Linked DNA regions of Macaca mulatta: region 1 is linked to region 2. Evidence: chromatin contacts called from public Hi-C data. All regions are on one chromosome and are shown on one strand. Each heading gives the region's core, a stretch centred on a gene start, on an enhancer-like site or on the middle of the called end of the contact. The rest is flanking DNA. Distances are from core to core; before and after follow the strand shown.

Region 1 (5,804 bases), core at 2,739-5,238, 150 kb after region 2:
GGTCCCATTTTCCTCTTTCGTGAAACATGGCCAAGGGATAAAGGACTCTGCAGCGTTTGTGTTTCAGTCTAATACTGTCGACTTGGGATTGCAGTCCAGCCACCACTTACCAGCTATATGCTCTTGGGCCATACTTAAATCTCTCCGCGTCTCAGCTTTCTCCTTGTGCAGTGAGCCTATCATTGACATCTGAGAGCTGTTTATCCAGTCAGGAGTTGCTTGCCACCGGCTAAGACATTGGTTCCCTTGAAAATGCAACCCTATAGCTTAATGTCACCTGCTGTTAAGATTTTCCAACATTTACTTACCATATAGCTTTCTTGTGGTGAAACTCAAGTTATTTTCATTTACCCAAAAGCAAACCTCAGTGTGTACGTAAGGAATGGCTTGGATTGAATTGTGTGAGGAATACACCGATTCTTGCCTTGTTTGGAGACCACTTCTGGCAGGTACCCACTAAGGAGTTGCTCCTGGACAGCGTATTTCCTTTTCCTCCTCCTGGTAGGCACATGTGAGTTGTATCTGAGTCTTTTGCCATCTGGGAGTTGAATGGGGAAGATATTCTCCCTCTCATTAGAAATCTTTTTTCCTATTCAAAATCTAGAAAGAATATTTGTCATGAACGTGACAGTAAGTCGTAAAAGGACTCCCAGGGCGCTTGCAAAGGAAAACTCATGTCATCATGTTTTTTTTTTTTTTTTTTTTTTGAGACAGGGTCTTGCTCTGCTGCCTAGGCTGGAGAACAGTGCTGTGGTCATGGGTCACTGCAGCCTCCATCTCCCAGGCTCTAGCCATTCTCTTGCTTCAGCCTCCTAAGTAGCTGGGGCTACAGGTACACACCTACCATACCTGGCTATTTTTTATTTTTTGTAGAGATGGGGTCTCACCATGTTGCTCAGGCTGGTCTCGAACTCCTGGGCTCAAGCAATCCTCTGGCCTTGGCCTCCCAAACCACTGGGATTACAGGTGTGAGCCACTGTGTCTGAGCTCGTGTCATCATTTCCGATCTCCTGTAATGGTTACTATGCTGCCAACCACCAGAACTATAATTTCAGACAATGACCTGAACTTGGAATATAAATTCTTGTTAATATCTTTTGGGGGTTTTTATCTTATGCCCTTGTTACAAAATGAAATGTACAACTCCTTGGTCAATCATTGAAAGTTTAAATTCACCCCTGATGTCTTTGTCATTTGGTAACATTGGTAATCTTGCAGCATCAGATCACACTGTACCATAGTTATCAATGCACTGTAACTTCGAATAATCAAGTTGTTGCAAGCAGTTACTCATGTTAACAATCTAGCTACCAGCTTGTATGCCCTACCTTATTTGTTGGCACAACCTCAGCAAGCCCCAAACGAGATTTTTGTGATTCTTTTTTATTTCATCCCAACTTCATCTTGCAGACTTAATGTCCTACATATTTCTGAACTTGTCTCTTCACTATCCTTATAACCAATGCCCTCATATATCTTTTCTATTTCAGGGGTCTGTTAAGCGCCTCTTGGTCTTAACTTTCTCAAATCCATCCTAAAATAGAAAATGATTCCTTCCTGGCTTAGAATCCTTCAACTGCTACCAATTTCAGCTTCTGACATCATGATCCCATCCTCTCCGAAGTCACCCCAAGTAGTCACACTAAACTTCGGATTCCTTAAACTAAAAATTATATTTATGTCTTGGCCCTCTGTTGTTTCTATGTCTGAAATCCCTTTACACACATTGTAGGCCTGGATAACCTGAACTTCCCTAACATTTCCCCCACGCAGAGGCAAGTTGATCCTCCTATCTCTGCCCTAAATCGTGTCATTATTTGCTTACATCTGTTCCCCCTAAGAGACGCTGAAGTCTTTGATGGCAAAGCTGTGGCTCATTTCCCACTCCTTTTTTTTTTTTTTTTAAATCACCATCACTTGTTACTGCTTGCTGAGTTAACAGATGTAAGGAGTTAACTTACTGATGCACTAGCTCAAACATGTTTAGATTGTTACCTCACAGATATATATTTTTTTGAGACAGTCTCGCTCTGTTGCCCGGGCTGGAGTGCAGTGGCACGATCTCAGCTCACTGCAGCCTCTGCCTCCGGGGTTCAAGCAATTCTGCGTCAGCCTCTCAAGCAGCTTGGACTACAGGCGCGCACCCCCGCAGGTGGCTAACATTTTGTATTTTTAGTAGAGACGGGGTTTCACCATGTTGGCCAGGATGGTCTTGATTTCCTGACCTCATGATCCGCCCGCCTTGGCCTCCCAAAGTGCTGGGATTACAGGTGTGAGCCAGCACGCCTGGACAGCCTTACAGGTATCTGTATCTATTTATAAATACATATAAAAGCTTTTGGCCAGGCGCGTTGGCTCACGCCTGTAATCTTCAGCACTTCGGCAGGCCGAGGCGGGTGGATAACCTGAGGCCAGGAGTTCGAGACCAGCCTGGCCAACACAGTGAAACCCCCGTCTCTACTAAAAATATAAAAATTAGCCGGACGTGGTGGCACGTGTCTGCAATTCCAGCTACTCGGGAGGCTGAGGCTGCAGTGAGGTGAGATCACACCACTGCACTCCAGCCTGGGCGACAGAGCAAGACCCTGTCTCAAGGAAAAAAAAAAAAAAAAAGCTTTTGCTATTTGGTGTAAATAAAAGCCAACTGTATACGGTGCTTACTATATGCCAGGAACACATTAATTCATTAAATCCTCACCACTTTATGAGGCAGGCACAAATATTGTGTTTACTAGTGAGGAATTATCTACGGTTTACTGGTAAGGAAAACTGAGACCCACAGGTTGTGACTTGCTCAAGGTCAAGCTGGTGGAGCCAAGACAAGGTGCAGGCAGTGAGTCCTGCCCCAGAGTCTGACCTGAACCACATTTAACCTCTCTGTGGTGTGTGGGTTATTGCCATGAGTAAGAATCAGAACGTTAACGCGCACTCCAGGAAGGCAGGGACACCATTTAGGGTCACCGCTGTACTTCAGGGGTCAGAGCAGGGCAGGCTGGATGCGCTGAGGAAACTCATACAGTTAGGTCAGAAGCCTGGCAAGACAAGGGAATTCTCTGGTCCTCGTCCACCTCTCCAACCTCACGTCTACTAGTCTTCCAAGAGGATTCTAACTACACATGGCTCCCGAGTTTCCGGCTTCTCTTCTCAGGGAGGGTCTGCGGCCCGTTGCACCGCCTTCTCCCCGCAATCCCGTTTTCCTGTCCATGCCTGGACGGATCCGGCCGAGCCGTCAGCCGCAGCTGCGCGCTGCTCCCCCGACTCGCACCCCCTCGGCGAAGCGCTGCATTTTATGTAATTTTCTACCAGGCTGCCGGCTTCTGGGGGCTGCGGCTGGGTCTCGGCGGCCTTCAGCGCCGCAGACGCTCCGGCAACGCCGGTATCCGAGGCCCCCGCCCTAGGCTCGCGGGTCCGGGCGGCGTTCCCCCGTGCGGGAGGCGCGGCGAGCCAATCCTCACTTTCAAAGCTTTCGCGTCCTGGAAGTCTATCGTGGGGGGCAAAACGCGCTGGCCCCAGACGACCGGTTCGTGAAGTCACCCTTCCGAGCGACCCGGAGCGGGCGACCCTGCAGAACCGCGGCTCGGGGCCCTTGCGGTCCCGCGTAGAGGACCCAGGTCCCGCGGGGGGCGGCGGTGACTCGCCCCCTCCGGCGGCCGCGCTTCCGCCCCCGGTACCCGCACGCTGCTGGACCGCCCGGCGTCGCGTCGCCGCCTCACAAAGCCTGGGCGGCCGCCTCATCGCGCGCAGGGATCCGGGCCACGCGCCCTCCCCTCCCCCACTCGCCGCCGCTACCCTGGGCGCCCAGGTCTTTACCCCCGCGTCACTTTCTCCTCATCGAGTCCCCGGAGACAGACAGCGGAGCGAGGCTCGCCTTCCCGGGCGAGACGCAAGCTCCAGTCCTCCCTTGGCGCCGAGGCCCCCGCGCCCCACGGAGGGACTACTTTCCGTCTCCTGTGAGGCACTACTTCCTCCCCCGCGGAGGCGTCGGACCAGGAGGCGCGCACGGCATGGCGGCGGCAGCGGCGGCGGCGGCGGCGGCGGCGCGCGCCTGAGGAGAGGGGACGCCAGCCCGGTCAGGCCTCGGCGCGGCCTACACGCTCCGCTCGCTCGCTCGCTCCCGCCTCCCGCCCCGTGTCCGGCCATGGCGGAGCCCTCGTCCGCCCGACGCCCGGTGCCTCTCATCGAGTCGGGTAAGACGCGAGGCCGTGCCACCCCCGTCCTGGCGCTCCCAGCTGCTTCGGCTTCCCCGGCTGCCCCGGCCCCGACCCCGTCCCGGTCCCGGGCCCCGTCCCCTCCCTGCCCGGGCTTGACCCAACTCCCTGTCTTCCCGCAGAGCTGTACTTCCTCATCGCCCGGTACCTATCGGCGGGCCCGTGTCGGAGAGCGGCCCAGGTGAGTGCGGGCCCGCGGGCGGCTGCGGACTTGGCGTCCCCGGTGTCCCCTCCGCCGCCGGGGGTCGCGGGTGGAGGGCGGGGGTGAAGCGGGCGCGCCCCGGGCCCGGCCCCACCCCTGACCGCGCGTCTCTCGGCCGCAGGTGCTGGTGCAGGAGCTGGAGCAGTACCAGGTCTGTGCCCGCCCGTCCCCGCGCGCCCGTCCCCGCGCTCCCTCGCGTCCCTCCTCCCGACCTTGCCCTGAGGGATGCTCGCCCGCGCCCCCCGCCCGCCCCGCGCCCCCCGCCCGCCCCGCGCCGGAGCGGTGGTCACTCGTGTGCGTTTCGTGTCTTTCCAGTTGTTGCCGAAGAGGTTGGACTGGGAGGGCAACGAGCACAACAGGAGCTACGAGGAGTTGGTGAGCATTGGGCACGTTTGCTCCCCGGGTTCTCCGTGCACCGCCCCCCGCCCCTGCCCCTGCCCCTGCCCCTCGTGGGGACCCCGGCCCGTGGGGTGCAAAGTGTGAGCCGCACTGGAGGGCGGCCCCAGGACAGCTGCCTTCCCCGCTGAATATTCTGTTTTGTTTTTGAGGCGGCCAGGTTTGTTTTGGCAGGAAACAGTCATGGGGGGCGGCGCGGGGCGGAGCGGTGGGGGCGACTCGCGGAGGTCCTGCGGCAGGGGTGGGGCTCCAGGTGCGGCCGCCTCTGCGGGGTGTGGCGTGCGCAGCCAGCCATTCAACGGGGCGGTTTCATCCGCTCCCCCCCTCTCCACCGCGCTTGTAACTCGCGCTCTGATTGGCCTCTCGTGTCTTGTCCCGCCCGGGTCTGTCCCCCACTTGTTCTTTAGGAATAGAATCATTGGTCTCTGAAGGTGGAGAAATGTTCTTGTGTTGAGCTTATTTTTTGTTTTGTCCGCAGCAGCGTCATAAAAATCTTGCAGCTGTGTGAATATGCTACTGTAATACTTGTGCTCTTTTCTCCTGTACAATATTTGTTGAACGCCGTAGAAAGTTGATTGATGAGTTTCACACTGATCTTGCTGTAGATAATAAAGTGCTTTAAATAGACACTTTCTTTTTGAGCTCGGTTAATCGTGCATTACAGTCTCATTTCTTTTGTGAACCTGGTTAATATCTCTATATAACTTGCTTTTATCTGTAGTTAACAGCAGTTGCAGGGATTCGTTTGTTTTTACTGGAGACATTTTTCAGGAATGTATTTTTGCCATTTCGTTATTAGGACAAAGGAAATTCGTTGATTGCCAGGCCATGTTCAGCATCTTGTATAAGGAAAACAATTGAGAGGGAAAAGAGCTTCTGAGTGATCTTTTACCACAGTTTGAAGACCTGTAACCCTTAAGCGGTAGAGTATGGTAGCAAGTGAAAAGAAGAAAAATCAGTTTTAGAAGATTACCGGTTTTGAATTAGAGACAACAAAA
Region 2 (6,633 bases), core at 714-3,213:
AGATTTGCAGAGTGACCTTATCAAGTCTACATACTGAGAAAAGCTGGTAGAAAAGAGGAGGAACCCATTCTAAGGAACCTCTACCTTTCAGTTCCTCCAGTCTTGAGCTCCAGGGTTAGATGTTCCCTCAACGGCAAACCTCTGCTCTTGTTACTGTCATGGGACCACCACCAGCCACCAAGCATCAATCAGCCCATCTTTCCATAATGTCAAGTCTAGGGTTTGTCTAATGTTTGCCTACCTGGAGATGTTGCCCCAACCACCACCACCAGCAAAAACAACCGGCACCCATCTTATACAGATAATTTCTTACCGAAGGAGTTCTAGAAATGCACGGCCCACCAAAACTCAGGGTAGGTCATGCATTTCTAGAGGAAGAAATGGCGATATGGAGAGAAAGCTTGTCCTAACCCACTTCTACCAAAGCAGGATTAAAGTCAATTTGAAAAAAAACACCCGTTTCTCCTTTTATATAAAAACCAAATGCAGAAACTATAAAAAGAAATCTAATAAGCTTGACTCTACACAAATACCAAAAGGCACTGTAAACAAAATTAAAGGTAACTGACAAACTGAGGAAGTATTTGCAACGTATATCGCAACCTAAGTTTTCAAGCATCAAAAGTTCTTACAAAACCAATTTTTACAAAGATGAATGCCAAGTTTTAAAATGAACAAAAGACAGGAAAACTCAAATCACACAATAAGGACAAATGGCACGAAAAATATGGGAAAAAGTCTATTCTTCCTACTAACAAGGAAGTGAATACAATCAAAGATGCCAATTTTTGACAATAAAATGGGCAAAAAAAAAACTGTAAGAAAAAAGAGAATTTCCAATGCGGGCCAAGGATTGGAACGTTTGCTGGAAGGCAGTTTCCCTCTACCTTTAGAAAGCCTCAAAGTGGCCGGGCGCGGTGGCTCAAGCCTGTAATCCCAGCACTTTGGGAGGCCGAGATGGGCGGATCACGAGGTCAGGAGATCGAGACCATCCTGGCTAACACGGTGAAACCTTGTCTCTACTAAAAATACAAAAAACTAGCCGGGCGAAGTGGCGGCGCCTGTAGTCCCAGCTACTCGGGAGGCTGAGGCAGGAGAATGGCGTAAACCCGGGAGGCGGAGCTTGCAGTGAGCTGAGATCCGGCCACTGCACTCCAGCCCGGGCGACAGAGCCAGACCCTGCAACCTCACATGTAGGAATTTATCCTAAGGAAACAGTCAGGGGTGACGTCAAAGATTCATCTGCAAGGATATTCAACATGGCTTTGATACAGGAAAAAAAGTAAATAAATAAAAGGAAACAATGTAAGTCTTCCTAAATGATGCCAAATTCCTATGCTGTCATTAAAAAGCACCTACAACTCCATCATCTAGGTGATTTTGACTTTTGCTTTGGACATTTTGCCTGGACATTTCTAAATTCTCTATGCCAAATAATGCATTGTTTTGTCATCAGATTTTGTTTTACAAAAACAAACCAAAACAAAAAAACCATCTTTATGACACGGGGTTAATAGGGAAACTGTGCTTCCCAGGCATTGACCAGGCGTCTACACCTGCTGCCTAGCAGCCTACCAGTAGGCGTCTACACCCGCCTACTGACTCAAGCCACCTAAGGCTGGCCGAGCCTTAAGAGGGCGCCAGAGCGCCAGAACACGTGAAGCACGACAAGCTCCCTCGCTCCCGGTGCGGCCACGGGGGCAGGCAGGGCGCCGAACAGGGACGGCAGGAGGCTTGTTTACAGACGTCTACACAAGCAACTCACTTTCCCGAACCGAAGAAAAACGCGAGGCCACACTGACCTCCAGGCCAAACACGCCCCTCCCGGCCGCGGCGTCCGCTTCCCGAGTGCGCATGCGCGCGCCCAGCACCCTCAGGCCTGCGCGTCCCAGCAGGCCTCGCGCACGGGTTTCCATGGCGACGGGCCGCCACTGCGGCCTTGCTGCAGTCGCGGGAACCGCGCGGAACAGGTAATGACCCAACTGCCGCCATCGTCCGCCGCAGCCGGTTGCCCTGTTACTGCCCCAACGCTGGTCCCGTCCGGACGCGCCTGCTACGCTCTTTCTGGGCTTCCGGTATCGCCGGTCACTGCGTCCTCGCCCCTGCCTGCCTCGCTGGCGCCTGGCCGTTTCCTCCTCGCAGCGCAGTCTGGCAAGGAACAGCTACTCCGGCTCGGCAGTGGCCAGGCGCCCCGGCGACACACGTACTCTCAGGCCCGCTGGGCAGGGGGGACGCCTGGGCCGAGGTGACCGAGCGCGCCCGGGGCCGCGCCTGGGTCCGGCAAGGGGGCAGAGGCCGATCTCACCGCCGCCCCACCGAGGGACTTACGGGTTTTTCTATCTGAATCTTCTATCTGACCTCCGATTTTGCCTTTGCTTACTTGCTGTTTTGCTTGGGATTCGTTTTTCTTTAAAACCTTAGCGCTGGCATCTCCCTATGTCGCAGGAATCTAAATCTTTTGAAATGTCTTCTCTGTGTATGTCCCCCACTCGCCCAGTCTCGGGACTCTTTATCCACACCCTTTCCTCAGCGTGTTAACATCTCGTTGCCACACTGAAGCCAACGGTTAAGTTTTTTAAGAGCCCAGTTTTTTTCACGGCTGAATGTGAGCTTGAGCCTTTTTGCGTCTCCTCTCAATCCCTAGATGAACTCATCCAGTCTCCTGTACTCAGAGCCTATCTGAATGCCAGTGAGCCCCAAGTGTGCATTCCCAGCCCTCGCCCCTCCCCTGAACACCAGACCCCTGCATTCAGCTGCCTGCCACATCCCTACTTGGATGTCTACAGCATCTCAAACGCAGCTTATCCAAAATAGCTCTCAATAACTCCCCAAGCCAAGCCTGTCCTCCCACAATCTTAATCCGCCATAGTTGCTGGGAATTCCATTCTCCAGTTGCCCGAGCCTTGTATCCTGCTTGAGTCCTGTTTTTCTCTTCCTCACCTTCAGTCTGTCAGCACTGCCTTCAAAATGCACCCGAATAGATTCACAATTCTACCATTTCTCTCAACCCCCACTGTCACCACCTTGGTCCAGGCCCCCATCATCTGGTGCCTGGATTACTTTACTTGCTTCCTAATTGGTTTCCCTGAGTCTGCCCCTCCCCCACTTGAGCATGACAGCCTTAATGCTATTTCCCGTTCTCTGTTATTTCGTATGAATAAGTTTTTTAAAGGATTATGTAAATTACAATTTCCTTATATAAATTACAATTTCCGTAGATAAAAGTGCAATATTTTCAGTATGTATTTTGCACATTGCAACTTCTAAACCGGGTAAACAAGTCTACATAAGCATCATGCTAACAAGCTGACAGTGTAAAGATGCGCCTTAGCTGTGTTAGGTATATATATGACAGTGCCCCTGGAACAGAACTATGGCCAGAGCTTTACCAGGGACTGTCCTGAAGAACAAAAGAATCCAGAGCCGGGCCGGGCGCGGTAATCAAGCCTGTAATCCCAGCACTTTGGGAGGCCGAGACGGGCGGATCATGAGGTCAGGAGATCGAGACCATCCTGGCTAATACGGTGAAACCCCGTCTCTACTAAAAAAATACAAAAAACTAGCCGGGCGAAGTGGCGGGTGCCTGTAGTCCCAGCTACTCGGGAGGCTGAGGCAGGAGAATGGCGTGAACCCAAGAGGAGGAGCTTGCAGTGAGCTGAGATCCGGCCACTGCACTCCAGCCTGGGTGACAGAGCAAGACTCCGTCTCAAAAAAAAAAAAGAATCCAGAGGCTTCTTCCCAGTGCAAAGACAGGAATCATGTAGGAGTTTAAGCTCTTCCTTTTTTTATTTTTTAGAGAAGCACCAAAAGAGGCAAACTGAGATGCAGACAAATGATCATCCGTATGCTGATCATTTTGATAGTAAGTACCTGGGTGCTGATACGGCGATCAATGTGACAGGTCCCTGCCCTCAAGGAGCTAAGGTCCCTACATACCTGTACCCTTGCCAATCTCTCTCTCTTTTTTTTTCATTTTTTTGAGATATTGTCTCACTCTGTTGGCCAGGCTGGAGTGCAGTGGCATCATCTTGGCTCACTGCAACCTCCATCTCCCGGGCTCAAGCAATTCTCCTGCCTCGGCCTCCTGAATAGCTGGGATTACAGGTGTGCACCACCACACCCAGCTAATTTTTGTATTTTTAGTAGAGATGGGGTTTCACCATGTTGGCCAAGCTGGTCTCAAACTCCTGACCTCAGGTAATCCGCCCGCCTCGGCCTTCCAAAGTGCTGGGATTACAGGCATGAGCCACCACGCCTGGCCCTACCCTTGCCACTCTCTTAAACCCTATCTTTTCTCTTTTGCCGTCAGGTAAAACCCCAATTAACCAAAGTAACAGAGTAGGATTGCCACAGTTAGCTGAGGGTCTATAGGAGATTGCATTTCATAAATGACCACTTTACTCAGATTTGATCTCCCACCACACCCTTGTGCTGTCACTTCATAGAGAAACTTGAAGCTGTCACATGGGAATCCCCTCATTCTTCAGCTGCCAAAACTGCAAGCCTTACTTATATCTGTTCCTACCTTCCTTCCTCCTCCTAACCAAAGCCACTCCCTCTCTGTGCTTTGGATCCCATCCCTTTCCACTCGCCAAAAACTCTACACTGTCAGGTATGCATTCCCTCTCCCGTATGATCACCTATTCCATCTCAGCTGGCTCTGCCATGGTTTTGAAGCATGTTGAAGTTTCCCATCACAAAAGAGAAAAAAAAGAATCTCCTATGACCCCACATTCCCCTTCAGTTTCCAGTTATTGTCCAATCCCTTATCCCTTTCGACAGGCAAACTTTAAAGAACTGCCTTATTCGATACCTCTATTATTTGTCTCTCACTCCTCAGCCAGCCTGGCTTCCCCTTCATCTCTGCTAAAACAAAAACCGGGAATGAGACATTTCCAGGCCTCGTCTTGCTCAGTCTCTCAGCAGCATTTGAAACTGCTGCCCCCATTTCACTCTACAAACACGGTCTGCCCTTGGCTTCTGTGACCACCCCTGTCTCTCCTGCTTTTCCTGCTGCCATTCTGGCTCACCCTCCTCTCCCAGGCTCCTTAATATTGGAGATCCTCAAAGCTCGGCCTCTGTTCCCATTTTGTTCTCCATTGCGCCCCCTCATCTAGCACAGGGCACAGATTCACACGCACAGCTTTAAGTTCCAGCTGTGTGCTCTTGACTCCCACCTTTCTCCAACTTGACCTTTTCTCAGCTAGACTCGTACATTCAGCTAGCTGCGTGACAGTGTTTCTTAATATCACTCAGTCTCCTCCAATTCAACATGCACAAGACCAAACAACCCCACTTCCCAACCCCAACTGGGACCTCTTCCATTGTACCCAGGATTCCTCCTTGACCGTTACCGCACCCCAACACCCAGTGAATCCTTAAGCCCAGGTGAGGTTGTCTCCTGGGCATCTTTCACATCTCTTCTTTGTCGTGGATGCCTAAGTCCAAACTACCACCTTCATTCAGCCTGCTGCAGTCCTGTACCAGCTGGTCTCCCCACCTCTCTGGCTTTTCTCGATTCTTCACCACCCTGCAGCCAGAGTAACCTCTTCAGAAGGCAGAGCTGATTATGCCATCCCTCCCCACCTCCCTCTTTTGCTTACCGCCAGCTTCCCATTGCCCTTGGATTAATGATCCACATCATAGGCACGCCTTCCCAAGGACCTGCAGCTGCTCACCCCCGCCTGCTTCTCAAGACTCATCTGAAACGGCTGGCCCTCCTCACTGGGCTTCAGCCACATGGGCCTCCTCCACCCACCAGGCCTTGGCATTCTTTTCTCTCTGTCTGCATTGTTTTTCCTTCCTCCCTCTCATCCTCTCTTGCCTAGTTAGTTCCCACTGACCCTTCCTATCTCAACTCAGACATCACTTCTACAGGGATAACTTCCCCGATCACTGTCAGGATCAGTTTCACCTTCACAGAGTTGTATCTCCTTCCTTGAAGACACTCGGGACAGTCACTATTATGATTAGTTCATTACAGAAAGTCCCACAAAAACAGAAACATTTGCTGTTTGTGTTCATCACTGTATCTCCACACCCCACATAGTGCCTGACACATAGTAAGCACGCAAATGGGTGCTGAAAGAATGAATGAAATGAACATTCTAATGTGTAAGAGATACTAAGTGCCGTGTGTTTTAGAACAATTCTATTAAAATAGAATGAAACTCCTAGTAAAAAATAATCAGGCAAACACTGAAAATTAAAAAGAATGTTGTGGCAGGGTAGCTAAAAACGGGTACTTGGGTAAGATTTGTAGCCCTTTACTCAGTGTGGTACATTGCATTTGCCACCACTTGGTGGAAGTAGAGAGGCATGGGTTCTTACCCTGAAGGTGACTGGGATGTCAGTCTGCTAGTGAATTCAAACATTTGTTCTAAAATACATAAAGTTGTTAAATTACCAAAACCTGCATAGCATAGCTAGTCTGTAACCATCCAGACTTTGAACGTGGCACATTTTCATGTTATCAAATAAACTTGAAATTTCTGATATATATAGGTATATTTCATTTATGAAATTTAGTGCTAGATGTCACTGAGAAATCAGCCAATTTCTTGCCTGAGACATTTGAGGCCTACTAGCTAGTTGTATTGGCAGAACTGGGAACATACCTTTTTTCTTCCAGAG

The links. Hi-C and Micro-C count contacts between places; a contact is called where the count stands out from the background.
Region 1: a Hi-C map of fetal cortex germinal zone shows a contact between it and region 2, with 4 times the contacts expected there. The contact joins the promoter of BRWD1 here to the promoter of SH3BGR in region 2. A contact is called at or near these places in 2 of 14 Hi-C or Micro-C datasets (fetal cortex germinal zone and liver).

The regions. Positions count from the first base shown.
Region 1 is chr3:8,146,083-8,151,886 of T2T-MMU8v2.0, forward strand. BRWD1 (bromodomain and WD repeat domain containing 1) reads left to right here and starts at 3,989. Exons shown (of 42, transcript XM_015132876.3): 1 at 3,989-4,187; 2 at 4,331-4,389; 3 at 4,532-4,561; 4 at 4,726-4,785. The coding sequence starts at 4,139. It overlaps LOC106997240, which reads right to left and starts at 4,023. Exons shown (of 1, transcript XM_015132879.3): 1 at 2,702-4,023. The coding sequence starts at 3,735. The coding sequence ends at 3,145.
Region 2 is chr3:7,995,342-8,001,974 of T2T-MMU8v2.0, forward strand. It overlaps SH3BGR (SH3 domain binding glutamate rich protein), which reads right to left and starts at 1,964. Exons shown (of 8, transcript XM_015132871.3): 1 at 1,803-1,964. The coding sequence starts at 1,916. LCA5L (lebercilin LCA5 like) reads left to right here and starts at 1,962. Exons shown (of 10, transcript NM_001194409.2): 1 at 1,962-2,245.